Linked DNA regions of Zea mays: region 1 is linked to region 2. The links are chromatin contacts, called in public Hi-C maps. All regions are on one chromosome and are shown on one strand. Each heading gives the region's core, a stretch centred on a gene start, on an enhancer-like site or on the middle of the called end of the contact. The rest is flanking DNA. Distances are from core to core; before and after follow the strand shown. Region 1 overlaps LOC100286085 (CPL3). Region 2 overlaps LOC103630315 (probable transmembrane GTPase FZO-like, chloroplastic).

Region 1 (7,895 bases), core at 3,506-6,005, 170 kb before region 2:
TGTTTGATTTCTTAACCAATCATCAGAAATAGTCTCCTATTAATTACTTAAGGTGGCTCCTTTCTTGATCTTTGACAAACAAGTCTTGAGATTTGAACCTATATAGTTGCATTTCATAAGCATATGTATGCATTCAGAAGAATTTGCCTGGAATTATTTAGATAATCCAATATGAAATTAGTTGATGACAGTGTTGGCCCAATTGCTAGTAAGTAGTAACTAGATTTTCTACTCCCAGGCTATCTGCAACAGTGGGGGAGGTTTAGCAATAGGGTTAATGCTAGATAAGTAATGTACCTTGATGCCTTTCATTTGGTTCTCACTCCTAGCCCAGTGCTGATGTAAACATTGCAGAGGCTGGAGCTCGTTTCCATTTTCTAAATACAAAACTTGAGCAACCTTGGTGGCTTTTATAGTAAGAAGAAATAACCTAATTAGCATCAACAAGGACTTGAACTTGAGCTAGGCTTAGTTCCTAAAACAAGAAATCTATAAGTTTGCTCGTTGATTTGATTTTATGTTTGTTTGGATGAATAAGCATAGTGCTATCATTCATTGCATCCAAGCACAGCAAAATTGGGTCATACTCATACCGAAGCTATCTACAGTAAAATATCTGGGTTTAATGATTAAGATATAATATATGTCTGACTAATTGTTCAGTAACTCAAAAACTGACTAATGTAGATTGTGCAATTCTTGAGTTCTTTTTGTGCTATCTACGCACCTGTTGACTTATTTGTGCTTTTGGGGGTGAATATAAAGTTTGATCTTTTTCATTAAAAATCAAATAAATGCTACAGCATATCCTCATACTTTGTTTCTTCTAAATGAAATGATGTGAACCTCGGTTGTGTTCAAGAAAAAATAAAGCTACGTAATAGCATAATTTATCTGTAAAACAGCACTGAACATGAAAAGGCGTCAGAATGGTATCACATTCCTTCAGTTCGTTTTGATATGTTTTTATGATTAACTCAATAGTATCACTTATATAACTTGCCAAAACTTCATCATCATCACCTTATTGACTTGTGGGCTAAATCTACATGGCACAATAAGGGATATAAAGGAACTATACACTGTACAGCGACATATAAGGAATCAGTTCTATGTTCCTTCGATTTCTGTTTTCTGGATGGCACAATACTACCATCTTTGCTGGTCATACTTGAACTCCTTTTACATTTCATCAGGTATTTGCCCAAGGTTTTTGAAAGATACAGTGGTGCTGATGGATTTGTGTTCCTCCAAGACCACATGGTTCTTAACTACTGGAACCTGATGCAAGCTGACAAGGAAAAACTTTGGATTACAAATAAGGTCTGTATATTGTCTGTTTTCTGTTTCCCCAGCTATTTTTATTAATCAGTGCAAGTGCAAATTATACTGTAAATTCACACTGTACTTTCCGATGCTGCAGATTGCACATTCTTGGGTTACTGTTCCATTGGAGACGAATAAAGAGGAATGGTTTGTAAAGCAAGGTGATATGGTCAAGCAGGTCATTGGCAGTTCCCCAGTTCATTTCCAAACAAACTACAAGGAGAGCATGGGCGAAGATAAAATTATATTCTGTGGTAGTGAACTATTCTACGTGCCCCGGCGGTTTGTTGAGGACTTTGGTGACCTTGTGGGTCTTGTCGGCAATTTGGATTTGCATCACAAGATTGCGGTCCCAATGTTCTTCTTGGCAATGGACTCGACTCAAAATTTTGACTCTGATGCTCTGGCTGGAACAGTGTTCAGGCCACAGTTGCCAGCTAATGCGACGTTCTCGTCTATTTATACAGCTCAAGCACCTGCTGTTTTCCCTGTGAAAGTTATGAATGAGATTGATTTCATAAAGGTGATTCGGCTAATGTCCATAGGAGACCCACTTCTGATGGAGTTGGTTTAAAGGTGTTATGTGTAGTTGAAGTGCAAGCTTATCCTTGTGGCCATGAGGACAGAGTAGAAAAGGCATAGTTTTGTGTTTTCTGGTGTTTTTGTAATTTCATTTATTTTGTTCATTCTGTAGCTGTTTATTCCTCTGCTGTTGTATATTGGTGTACCATTAGTGACAAGGTTACTTGGGATCTGCTCGGTCCAGCTGTCCTGCTGAAAGAAAGGACGGCCTGTCAGATACGAGTCACGGAGAAGAGCTTCGCCCTGGCCAGCTACTGTTTTGCAAGATTTTTTGGTTGCCAATAGTAAAGATCCACACTTGGGCAATTTGTTGTACCATTTAAACTGATACAAACTCTCAGAGGAATATTTTGTTTTGTGCTCGTTGCAGAAAGCATTGATATAATGAAAATTTGTAAGTTTGAGCAAAAAAATCTTGATTTGATTAGAATCTATTATCTCTGTTCTCAGATATTTATCGTCCGATAGTTTATTTTTGAACTAAAATGCTACAAATAAAAAAAAATACGGAAGGAGTACAACCTCAACTCACCTGCAAAGGTTATCAGCTCCCATACATCTCAAATAATTAATTAGGATATTATTTATAGCCCCTAAGAAGGCATATAGTTGTTGCATCATCAACAGTTAACTAAAGTTTCTCAGCTCTCATACATCTCAAATAATCAAATAGGATCTTATTTATAGCCGCTAAGAAGACATATAGTTGTCGCATTCTCAACAGTTAACTCTGCATACCGTCAAACCATCTGTCGGGTACACTATTGGGCCATTATGTTAAGGTCCGACATCTCCCAATGGCTACAATGGTAGCACTATTGTCGACAGTTGGAGACATGCACTATGGCATATAGTCCGACGCTACCATCAAATCAGCCTGACTCCCTATTTCCTTCTCTATAACTTCTCTTGTGACCATCTGATTCTATCTCTGATGGTCCGATAACCCCCTAAACATAATTTGTCTGATGCTTCTGTCTGTGAGCATGAACTGTGTGATCGTATGGTACGATGCCCTTTATGATGCCTTAGTCCATCACTTCTGTTCACTGACGGCTATGGTTGTATGGTTCAATGCTCCCTTAGGATGGACCGACACCTCGACCTAACGTCTTCTGAGACCTTTCTTCTCTATGTTTCTTTGTGATCTTTACGTTCATCTTGTGTCTTAAACATTTGCATGTTCTTAGGTCTTTCAATGGCTTGCTTGAAATGTTGACCATCCGGATCACATATTTGCCTTATCTAAGTCTACTTTGGATCATTTCAACTATAACCAAAGACACTAGCAAATAATATTAGTTCAAATGGTTATTTTGATCGTCAAACATCAAAAAATTGACTATCAATACGCCTTTGTCTATTTTTCTCATAACCCCTTTTGATGATTAATGACAACACAACTAAAATAAGCAAATAATAAATACAAAAATATAAAATAAGTCTACTTGTTTGGATTCAAATGCAATGGCAAGATTCAAATGGTACTAAAAGACACCACTTAAAAAATTAGATGAAAACTATCTTACCCTTGCTAAATATCTCCATTATGTGGTATTATAAACTTAAACCTCTCTCTAACTTCATAATTCACTTCTTCCCTTTGTTGGACCATTTCTAAGTGTTACGTTCTCCCTATTTACATTTTCTCTCTTTACAATCTCTTCCTACCCAAATAAAACTCATCCACAACAATATGTTTTTGTATGCTTGATACTACTTGAAGGCATTTATGGAAAAAATTGATCTTATGGTTTTGGTATTTGTTATGGATTTGGGCTTGCTTTTGGTCATTCAAATTCTTTCCCTCTAAAATCAAACACTAAAAAGGAAGACACTAATAGCACTATGGAGGATCAATTTTTGTGATCTTACTAAATTCTTCCCTTCTGATATGAACTTAATCCGGCTCGTAATTATTACGCACCGTATCGGGCCGACTCATAGGCTTAGCCCTCAGCTCACGACAATTGACACGACACATTGTTACTTGAACGTGTCAGGCTTATTTTGGACGAGCCGAAATTTACATTAGAGCCCATAAAATCAAAATAGATAAAATAGTAAAAGACAAGACAAACAATTTTTATTGGAGTTGTGCAATGATACCTCATTAAAAAAACCTTTAGTTAAAAGGAAAAAAGAGTACAACCAGCTCTAGATAGAGTTCATAAGTTCAGTTCATTATCCAATGTTCATAATAAAGTAAAATTGCATCGCATCGTCTAATTCAAAGTTGTAAATAGAAACATCTAACTGGCACCAACTCTAGCTCTGTGTTCTTCATTTAAGTACATGGAAGTGTGGCTTTAATGAATACTAGCAAAGTATCCGTACGTTGTTACGATTTTCATTTATGCTTAAGTATAGAATATAAAACACAATGACATATATGTTCTCTTGGCTAGGTGAATGTGAAATGTAGGTTTAGAGCCAACAACCATGGTTCGAATCTCCCATTTATTCATAATTTTAGCATTTTTACTATTTAAATATGGCAAGCACAACGACGGTGGAGACTATGGAACTAGAGAAACTGGTGATTTAATACATTAGAGACATAAGTCTTTTGATGCTTCTATATGGATCATTTCTTAACTGCTGCCTTCAATCGGTCGTGTCCGTCCATAGATCGTGACCTAAGCACAGCCCAAGACATTGGGTCGGATCTGCCTAATACTAATATAATTTCGACTCGTGTCATGTCAGATTATATTTTTTATGTTTATGACTATCCCATAAACCTACCCAAATGTACTATAGCTTTAGCCGGAGCCCGTTGGAGGGCACCAGCACCGATGGAGGGCACCAGCACAAGTACCGGATATCCCAACCCATCACCCATGTGCATTTATTTTGACCTTTCCTGTCCAAGGAAGGCCGCTGCGGAGGACGACTCGGATTTGGACCGCCGTTGTGTACTACATGGTTTCTGTTAGTTTTTGACCGTTTTGTTTTCCTAATCTCCCGTCTCATCGTCTGTCAATCGGGGACCAGAGCTGTGTCGCCGTCCGTCTTGCTGGGGGTTTGCTACCCAAGTGACCTGATCTGTGGTGTGGGAGATTACAGTACAGACCGGGTGTCCATCGGTAGAAAATGGAACCACTGAGACTGAAACTGAACCAATATCGTGTTACTGCTATGGTTTAAGCCCTCAGTTTTATCTGCACCTGCCCATCCGAGTGCCCAAACAATTCAAACCCCTGCATAGTTGGACGTCTGGACCGTTTTTTATGGAACTTCCATAGATTTGTCCATGCTCTCTAATGGAGGCAAAATTATCTAGTCCGTACAACGAGCGTAGGCTAAACTATGGGACGTCAGGCCATGAAAAGAGTTCCGGATAATGCAGGTTTGACGTCACAATCAAACGAAAATGACGAGAAAGCAGATGAGATTATTTCCTGCTTCTTCGACGATAAAAGAAATGACGGAATTTATTTTTGTCATCATCAATTCATCACTATAACGAAAACCCCTACAGCTCCGCCGGAAAACATATCACTTCGTACTCAATGTATGGCAACATCATAGCGACCTTGCCTATGCCTTTTCCAGTGCAAGAATTAATGTGTGGAACATTTTTTTTCAACTAGAATAACGTAGTTCCACTAGCGATCACGAATGCTTACATCAGGGGGCAGTACCTACCGAAGCAGGCACAAACTTAAGTACATCTGCGCACATAGTCGCACGGATTCACCAAAAATTGTCCCATAAAGACATCAGTTTGCTTCAACTCCTATAGTTTCATCGTAGCGTAAGTTATATGGCCGGAGGCCCAATCAGCTTCAGGTCAGCAGCAAAATTTGCAATGGAGCAGATGTAACGTCTTTTTTTTATGGACAGATCTAAAGCCTGCACGAACGGATAAGAAAAGCTGAATTTTCATCTCCCATACCAAACCTGCACGCCTACACAATGTGTCAGATACCTTTGGAGCCCAACACAGACTACGAGTCTGCAGGACACGTAGCAGATGTGGTCACAACGTTTTCTTTGGCATCAGCTTTGTCTTTACCGGTTACATTTCCTTCATCGTTCCTCGTTTCCTTCATGCCAGCTGCAGTATTCTCTTTATCCTCGCTCGTTTCCTTCTTGCCAGCCACATCATTATCACTATCTTTCTCTTTGCTCTTTTCCTTAGGGGCAGTGACAGGAAAATCTTCCTCCGGTTGCCTATGCCACCGGAAATTTGCTGCTTCAATCCAGCGTGGGTGGACCAAGAACTTCTTGTTGTTAAGACCCCAGCGGGCCTTCTCTGTTCCCAGATCCACAGTTACAACATGGGTGACACTGGGATCCACATCTTTAACGCAAACGGCACCCAGATACTCGGCCATCTTCCAGACCATCTGCTCCTGTGGGCGTGTATTGTTTGGGAACACCCGACTGAAGACTATTTTGCATCCTTGCAGTATTTCCTTCCGTAACGTCTTGATCACCTGTATAGGGGGCATACAAATTACAAACACAAGAAACAGGCAATTGCAAATGAAATCTGTAAGCCACACCACATAAAAGATGTATTAAGCAAGCTATAGTTCAGTTATTTTAAAGCTGGTAAACGCAACTCATCTACTCTTAAGAAAAACATAAATGATTCTTAAAGCATAAAAGGCAGCGTGAAGGTTATATACAAAGCCTACCTGTCTTATATCCCGTGAAGAAAGATCAGTTTCAGCAGCCTACATAAGAGAGGTACAAGGACAGATGGTTAGAAATGAAAAACTTCTGTTCTTACAAGAGTCCAATCTACTGTGAGGAATAGACAATAAAATGTGATGAAACGTTGAACTGAAGAAACCAACCATGTCAAAGAAAGTAGCGTGTATGCGCTTCAAGACATCTAAAACGGTAGCCAAAGCACCATCACTCTCCCTTTCATCTTGCAACGATTCTGACAAAGACCTAACACCAAAACCAAATTGGCGGCAGCTTGAAGCAAAGAAATGATATCTCTCCATCAGAATCAGGTTCTCTTTATGCTTCTGCCATACCTGAAACAAAGTTCCATTTTCAGGGCGGCCAGCCATAAATGACAAATGACAATAAAAAGAGAAATCTTGATCACTCTAAGCACGAATAACAGGGTCCTACCAGCTTCTACACATTGAGGATAATCATTATGCTTTGATAATTGTGGATAGATGTTTCTACTTTTAAATCTATATGTTGGAAGCAAACAGGAAACAAATAGCAGTTACTGACCAGAAACACTTACAAATGACCGGAGTATTCTATAATGAGACATTAAGACCTAGTTTGGCCACTGAATTCATGTCAAATAATGTGACTTTTGGTTGCATACAATAAAATTGCTCCGAATCAGCCTGCTCTACTGAATAGAAACCACACATACTTCTGAAAATAGTTATTTAACAATAACACTTACATACTCAGTGTCATCAAGAATCACTGCAACACTTTCAGCTCCAAGAATCACATCAAGACCTTTCTGATGTCGCTGAGTGCAATCTGAGTTTGAAATCACTTTTGAAGGAAAATATATGTTACTAGGGTCAAGAAGCTTTGCAATTTCAATTGCATAGGCTTTGTCACCCATCGTGTATATATACATCTCAAACATATTGCTTGCTTCTTTCAGAAATTCTCGGACAAATGGTCTCAACTTTGTGAGCATCGGCATTAAATCTAGTGCGAAGATGCTTCTATTTGGATCATCTGCATTTAGAAAATAAGGGCTTCACTAGCTATGTTATATACACTCATGGATAAGCAACAACAGTGTCAAAAGACATGAAACATAGACAGCTACAAAAACATAATCATTTGTGTGTGTGTGTGTGTGTGTGTGTCATGTGGGGTCTTCCCTATAACCGTCGGAGGCGCGCGAGGGACGTGAGGCGCGCTGCAGAGCGAGCAGCAGCCAGGGCCACGCCGGCGCTAGAAAAGGAAAGCCAGAAAATTAGTGGCTAGAAGAAGGAAGGAATCCACAGAGCATGCAGCCGCCACCTCTGGAGAAG
Region 2 (7,457 bases), core at 845-3,344:
TATCAACAGGTCCTGATGCATCTAGAGAATGTGGAAAAGATGGTGTTCCGCACATAGGGCCTGAGGCACCTCGGCAGCTGTTGTACACCTCCCTTGCCCTGATCCCCGAGGCACCTCTTGCTGCGGCCCTCGAGCACCCGGTACATCAGCCTCAGGGGCTCCTCTTGCATCGGCCCCCAGAGAACCTTGGGCATCGATCCCCAAGTCATGCCCTGAGGTGCCTCAAGCATCAACCCCCATGGCACCTATGGCATTGGCCCCTAGGACACCTCTTGTTCTGGTGTAGTCCACTACAGATAACTTTCTCTCATCTCTGAAATGGTTCCTAAGAGGGCTGCAGGCTGCTAATAAAAGAATGGTGGTTGAGTCCTTGACCAATGCTTCGTGGCTGTTGGATATTCGTGGATTGGTGAATTGGGATGTTATTCTTGAATGTCTCTCTCTTTGAGAGCTTCTTTCGGAGGTCCATCTCCAGCATGATGTGCAGGATAAGCATTATTGGAAGTTGAGTTGCCCGGGCCATTACTCTTCAAAATCAGCCTATGAAGCCTCAGTTCATGGATCGATGCTCTTTGACGCCTGGGAACGCTTTTGGAAAACATGGGCTCCCCCCAAATGCTCCTTCTTCACATGGTTGGTCTCCCATAATTGATGTTGGACCACGGACCGGTTGGCTAGGAGGAATCTGCCCGATCACAATTTATGCCTCCTCCGCTTGGCAATTTTGGTTCTTCCTCCTTCAGCAGTTTGGGCTGGTGCAGCTTGCCAACCTGTTGAGACTTCCTTCCTCGATGTGGTGAAAAACCCTCTCCAAAAAGGTTTCAATTATTTAGTAATTCTTGGAGCTTGGGTTATTTGGAAGCATAGAAATGGTTGTGTTCAACAAAAAGAGCCCAAGCCTCTCTTTGAAATTGATCATGGCTGGGAATGAGATTTGGAGCTGGAACATGGCTGGCACCAAGGGGCTGCGTTTGCTTTCACCTTATATGCAGGAGGCTAAAGAGTTGTAGTGTTCTAGTGTGTTGTGTGGCTTGTGGTCGTTTTTGTTCCCAGTCCCTGGCGCATTTGAGTTGGGTGGTGGTGTGTATGGTGTGAGTGCGGCTCTTTCTTGTGATTCTCTGTTTCTTGTTCTATTAATTAAATGATACGCAAATCTCCTACGTGTTTGAGAAAAAAAAACGTAAGCACATATTTGTGCTGGTGAGCACGATTTGCGCCACTAGGTGATCTGGCCCATTCTAATGCCCACAAAGGAATCCATAAGACCCTTCAGCGCCTACATGAGGTTTTCTATATCTCAGGCGACTTAGTACTCGTCTATGACTTCATCCGTGCATGTGTCACGTGTCAGCGCAACAAGACGCCAACCCTGCACCAAGTTAGTTCCATTTAGCCACTCGATGTGTTGTCCTAGGTATGAATGGGCATCTTGGACTTCATCGAGGGCCTTCCCAAGGTCCACAGGAAGTCTGTCACCCTTACTGTCATCAACCGCTTCTCCAAATATGTGCACTTCATTGCCCACAATCACCCATACTCGACGGCATCGATCGCACATGCCTTCTTCAAGGACATTGTCTACACGACTTCCCCACCTCCATCATCAATGATTGTGATCTGGTCTTCACTAGTCACATGTGGCACAACCTCTTCAAGATGGTCGGCATCAAAATCCGCCTGAGCACAGTATTCGACCCCCAGATGAATGGCCAGTTAGAGGTCATCAACAAGGTGATAACAATGTACCTTTGTTGTGCCACGGGAGACCAACCGTGTGCTTGGGTCAACGACCTTCTGTGGGCAAAATATTGCTACAATACCTCATTCCACACATCACTCCAAGCCACTCCTTTCCAGGTGGTGTACGACTGGCCCCAATCACCTCTATTACCACACAACACGGGCAGCTCAAACGAAAGCGGTGGACTCCCTCCTGCAGGACTGCAATGCATTCCTCGGTGAGGTTCGTCAGTGTATCCTCTAGGCTCAGCAGTACGCCAAGCGGTACTACGACAACCAACATCATGAACTCGAGTTCAAGGTGGCAATTAGGTGTGACTCTCCCTTCTCCATTGCCCGACGCACTCGCTGGAGCCCAGGTCCAAGGGCAACATTGGGCCTCGCTATGCAAAAGCCCTTTCAGCTATTGGAGCGTATTGAGCAGGTGGCCTAGGCCTACCACCCTCAACTTCTAACAGGCATCCATATCCATGACATGTTCCACGTAGGGCTGCTCAAGCTGCTCTGTGGGGACCCTCCAATGACCACACCACAAGTGGCACCAGTCTAGGATGGTTGGTTGTTGCCTGCTCTAGAGCGCGTGTTGCATACCTAGTTATGTCGTGGCGTCTGGCATGTGCTTGTACAGTGACAAGGCCTGGCCACCAATGACGTTATTTGGGAACCACTACACGACTTCAAGGATCGCTACTTGAATGTCCAGCTCGAGGACGAGTTTTGAAGAGGTGGGAAGAGATGTTATAACCGATATCTCCGATGCGCGCCGGAAAATGGGCGACGCATGTGTTAGGCTCAAACTACACCCGACGTAAACAATACTCATTTAGAGAAATGGAATTAGTTTGTTAGGAAAGAGATCCCAAATCGCCCAAATCTCTCATGTAGTTTACTTGGGAACCAAGTCCTATAGAGCCTATAAATATAGGACCCTATAACCAGATGAAGGCAAACATCTTGCCTGACCTCAAGGGATTTCCCTACATGTTCTCTCTCCCTTGCTCCATGCCGCGCAGTCCCTCTATACCCAAGTCACCATGACGCCTTCCCGAAGTCGAAAATTCCAACCCCGACCCCCGGTCTCTACGCCGCCCCTCGATACCTAAGCCACCACAACGCCTTCCTAAAGTCAAAAACTCCAACCGCGACCCCCGATCTCACATTCCTACACATTTCACAACCACGAACTAATTTATTTCCATTTATCGTTTCCAGTCTCTTCCAACATGTGGAATGAAGAGTGAAATGAACTAATTTCCCCGTCAATCCATCCCAGTCCACTCCAACACTCCGATCCACAGGGAATAAGTTTGCCAGACAAATCCTAAAGGTGTATATTCAAATGTTCCACATAAGGTCAAATTACAAAAGGTGGACCATGCAGTGGATTCTACTAAGTCCGGTCCTTCAAGGCACAAGTAGTTCATCATCTAGAAAGCTATCAGCAGGAAGCTTGACCACCTAATAAATAATCATGTAACAGACTGACAAGCATAAAAATGCAGATTTCACTAGGGCTTTTCTTAGCCTATTATCAAGCCATTTACCATTTAGTATCTATAATGGAATTTCCACAGTTACCCTAAAGGTGTGTTGTATTACTTGTAATTAGAACAATACTTTTTAGGGGTGTCAAAGCATAGATTTTTTGAAACGTATCAATTGACATGAGGAAATCAAGGCCATTAATAGGGCATACCAATTCTCGAATTTCCTCTTCAAAATCTTTGGCGGCAGCACTGGCATTGAAGCCTTCCAGTGCCTTTATGGTGAGTTTCTCCCCTTCATTAACAAGCCCATTTGGATCTAACAGAGCCCTTTCTTCCGGAGCAACCAGTGCATCCCATCTTTCACAGAAACACTCCAAATATACATTTGCTTCGCGGGTATTGCTAGAACTCAACCATGTCGAGTAGTCACCTAGTAAATTCTAGCAAAAGAAAGGATTTTTTCTGATAAAATGCATACATAAGCATCGTAAAGAAAATAGCTAGAATATCGAGCAAATTTCAGATAACTATACTTATGTGGTCCCTATTATCACAAAATTACCCATGCTTTAGCCAACTGCAAAGAACCACACATCTTTGCACTTATTGTCACAAAACTACACCCTTTCACTAATTCCGTTAATTTGGACATCAATTGACATCTCAGTTCCATGTCTATCATCTGTTTGGATGATTAATGAACACCACCTGTATATCTCATGTGTGGGGGGGTCCAGTTGATACCCACACTATGTTACAAAAAAGTGTAGTTTTGTGACATATAGGCAAAGCTATTCAAAATGAGTTCAGAAAAAGTATAGCTTTCTGATGATATAAACCATGTATAGTTCCATGAAATTTACTTTAGAACAGAATGTGCACAAAAAAATGACATAATAATATATCAAAAATGAGTACTCATTATGATAGCTATAAAAAATATTAACCATGCTGCGAATGGCTAAAGTGAATTAATATGAATTGCTCAAACGGTTCAGATCTGATACAAGGTGGCCATCCATGTGATTGCTTACTACATACACTCAAAAACCCCAGTTCTATTAAAGGAACATCTAAAAGACTAGGGGGGGGGGTCTGCAGACTGCCCAGATGATGATCCTTGTAAAGCATATGATATTGTGGGAGGTAACCAGCTAATTGAAGAATTAATCAATAAAATCAGCACCAAAAGTTTTGATAAAGAAAGATTTGTTGAATCAATGCAATTACGAGTCAATACGATTAACTTGGGATCACTTCCAATAACAGTTTGTCTAAAATAGTTATACTGTGTATAGTTGGTGATACCATAATGCAATACTCGAAGTTACGGAAAAATAAAGCTGTTCTGGGAGAATTATGATCGCATAGTACAACGATTTATATGTGTAGATTGCTGCACATTTAGCATTCAGGTGTGAATTATATGCTTGCGAGCATATGTGGATCAGAATATGATAAAACTAGGAGAAAGTTCAATGCCAAACATACCACAGCATCATCAAGGGTTGGACTCAGAATATCATTCTGAACAAATGATGTGGCTCTCATGGAACTGCCTGTTTTTCCTTTGATCGTGTATGCAAAAATAAGGTCAATATTTGACAGCTGAAGTGTAGATTCCATGAGTGTAACTGCTCGACCTTTTGCTCTCTCAATCTGCAAGAAGGAAGATGTATGTTACTAATATCTCAATCTAGGAGTATTAAGCATATTGCACTCAAAGGACTTCCACAAAATACCAATACTAGGCCAGCAATAGATGCATTTATGAGAAGTTGAAGAGTGTATACCTAACCATATGTACATTTAGACTATCTCCAGCACCTTACTCATCCTCATCCCCATATTCAAACCCCACTCTATGAACTGTGCAGTCTACAACATAAAACAGTGCAAAACAGTGTTTTGGGTAACCATATGGTTAAACTGCTGGACACTGTCTTAAAAGGCCAGAAGTGAATGGAAAAGGCACGTCGAAAATGACCAAAATTATTCTCATGTGCCCCTGGAAAGTATAGTGTGGGTGTGGGCACTAACTGTTAATTATACATGTTGAGGCCAGAAATATTAAGTACTCCCAACAATCCCGAATATAAGTCCATTTGGGCCTGGCACAAGTATTATGGCGAGACGGTATGATGGCCATATTACTCATCAATCATTACTGGAGTTAAGATGGGTGGCAACTGGCAGGCTTACTCCATCGATTAGTGTGCATCTAAGTAAGGTTAGACAAGGAAGAATAAGACAAAAGGATGCATTGGAATCGTTATGGATTTATTATATTTGGTGCACTGAAGCAGGCTAGATTTGCATTTGGGATCAGAGGTATTACAAGCAAGAAAAATAGGCAGTATCACAAGTTGCATATAACCACTATTTTGCATTGAAGGCAGGGGAAACACAGCTTATATTTTGGTAAAAGGGGGAGCACATTTGTATAAATAAATAAAAAATAACTAGTAGTATTTGAAACACCTACGAGAGACGAAATCTGGTTCTGCCAGGAACTGCTATCAGACTTAAGTTTGATGGCATAATTGTTTGCACCATAAACAAGATCCTTGATGGATGCTAAGTCTTCAACAGCCTTTTCATATTCTAGTTTCACCAGCCTTTGACACGAAGTTAACAATCGATCTGCAATGCCTATTGGTGTTTCAAGTTTCAGCCGGACCCTTTCTTTTCCATTTTCCGTTGAACTATCTAAGAAACTCAGTAAGTAATCCTCAAGTTCAAAAAATTTGCTGCTTCTCCATCTAGGATCATTATACATAGCTTCGGTTGAATGCTTTCCATCACTGTTTTTGGAATATGAAAGTTTGGCTTCCAGAGCAGAGCGTGAAGATACAGGAAACAGTGTGACATCCTCTGCGGTAAGCAATTTCATTGCATTTTCCTTGACAAATGCAGTAGCTTCTTCAAGCTATACACATCAGATTGAGAAACAAGGCAATGAATTAGAAACAAGCAATTAGGAACAAAATAAATCTTGCTTTGATTTCAATGGTGCAGAAATGATGTTACAACACCAAACCTCATTGCTGTTCCGATAGAGGTCCAATTTATTTAGAATAAATACAACTTTCTTCTTCCACTGCTGGACATACTGAAGAAATCCAACCTAGAGGTTACAAGAAACCATGTTTAGCTCTATTAGAAAACAGAAAAAAAAAGAAATTGTCCAAAAAAAATAGAACTCCAGATATAGAGACCGTGAAATATGTGATTCAGAAGGAATCGATATAAAGATAAGACAAAATGCAGCATATATATAGAAAGAAACCTAGAAATAAGTCACTGAAATTTCCATGAATTGAAAAGGCAGTGCATTTAATCTGTTATAATTGTCACAGATAGTAGTTCAAATTAAAATTTGAGTTTCTAAGTGAAATATAGCAATAAGAGCCCTTGATACAGTGACCCAGGTCCGGGTCCATAAGCAGTGACAATCACCCTATGAAGACTCGCTCGCTACGGCTCAGGTGGGATCATAACATTCCCTTAACCAAACCATTGCCTATGAGTTGCCAGCTCATTCGTCCATGGGCCTCTCTGGATATACACGTTCCCAGCAAGGCTAAAGAGTTCTTTCCAATGGCTATGCAAACCAAAATTGGTAATGGGGTCACTACTCCTTTTTGGTCTGACAGTTGGTTGATGGGTCACAGGATCGCAGACCTTGCTCCACGCTTATTTCAGAATTCAGATTATCCCTAAAAGGCGAGTTAATAAGAGGACAGTCTTAGACGCTCTCTCTAATGAGACCTGGATTTCGGACATCCAAGGGGCTCTTACTGTTGGAGTTATCTCAGAGTATTTTGTTGTTTGGGATATTATTACCTCGGTCCAGCTTAGGACTGAGGTGGAGGACTGGAGGGCACTCTCTTTCGTCTAGCTGTCAATGGGAAATATTCAGCAAAGGCAGCCTATGAGGGATTTTTCTTGGGTCAACGATATTTGAGCCTTACCATAGAATATGGAGAACTTGGGCTCCTCCGAAGACCAAGTTTTTCATGTGGATGGTGGCTCAATGAAGGCTTTGGACAGCTGATAGGTTGCTTAAGAGGGGCATGGATCACCCCGAAAAATGTCCTTTATGTGACCAGGAGCAGGAAACATGTGACCATTTGCTGATTGGTTGTGTGTTCGCCCGGGAATTCTGGTTTAAGCTCCTATCACAAGTTATCTCCAAAGCATGGTGTCGGCGTTTCGAGACAGGGGGGT

What was found. A called contact is a pair of places that touch in the nucleus more often than the background predicts.
Region 1: a Hi-C map of root tip shows a contact between it and region 2, with 2.6 times the contacts expected there. The contact joins two enhancer-like sites. A contact is called at or near these places in 4 of 25 Hi-C or Micro-C datasets (ear, leaf, root tip and 1 more).

Annotation. Positions count from the first base shown.
Region 1 is chr6:154,994,286-155,002,180 of Zm-B73-REFERENCE-NAM-5.0, reverse strand. LOC100286085 (CPL3) reads right to left here. Exons shown (of 8, transcript NM_001370741.1): 5 at 7,304-7,593; 6 at 6,720-6,908; 7 at 6,558-6,596; 8 at 5,781-6,353. The coding sequence ends at 5,862. It overlaps LOC103630318, which reads left to right. Exons shown (of 3, transcript XM_008651382.3): 2 at 1,197-1,323; 3 at 1,424-2,338. The coding sequence ends at 1,900. Among protein-coding and RNA genes, the nearest start is that of LOC103630318, 6.1 kb to the left of the region's middle. Within about 2 kb of position 4,755, at least 12 of the 20 cell types and tissues checked have an H3K27ac peak or open chromatin away from gene starts, as enhancers often do. A contact at or near this core is called in root tip, where this site is marked.
Region 2 is chr6:154,820,723-154,828,179 of Zm-B73-REFERENCE-NAM-5.0, reverse strand. LOC103630315 (probable transmembrane GTPase FZO-like, chloroplastic) reads right to left here. Exons shown (of 11, transcript XM_008651377.3): 6 at 6,268-6,354; 7 at 5,713-6,156; 8 at 4,719-4,886; 9 at 3,437-3,667. Among protein-coding and RNA genes, the nearest start is that of LOC103630315, 27 kb to the right of the region's middle. Within about 2 kb of position 2,094, at least 1 of the 20 cell types and tissues checked has an H3K27ac peak or open chromatin away from gene starts, as enhancers often do. A contact at or near this core is called in root tip, where this site is marked.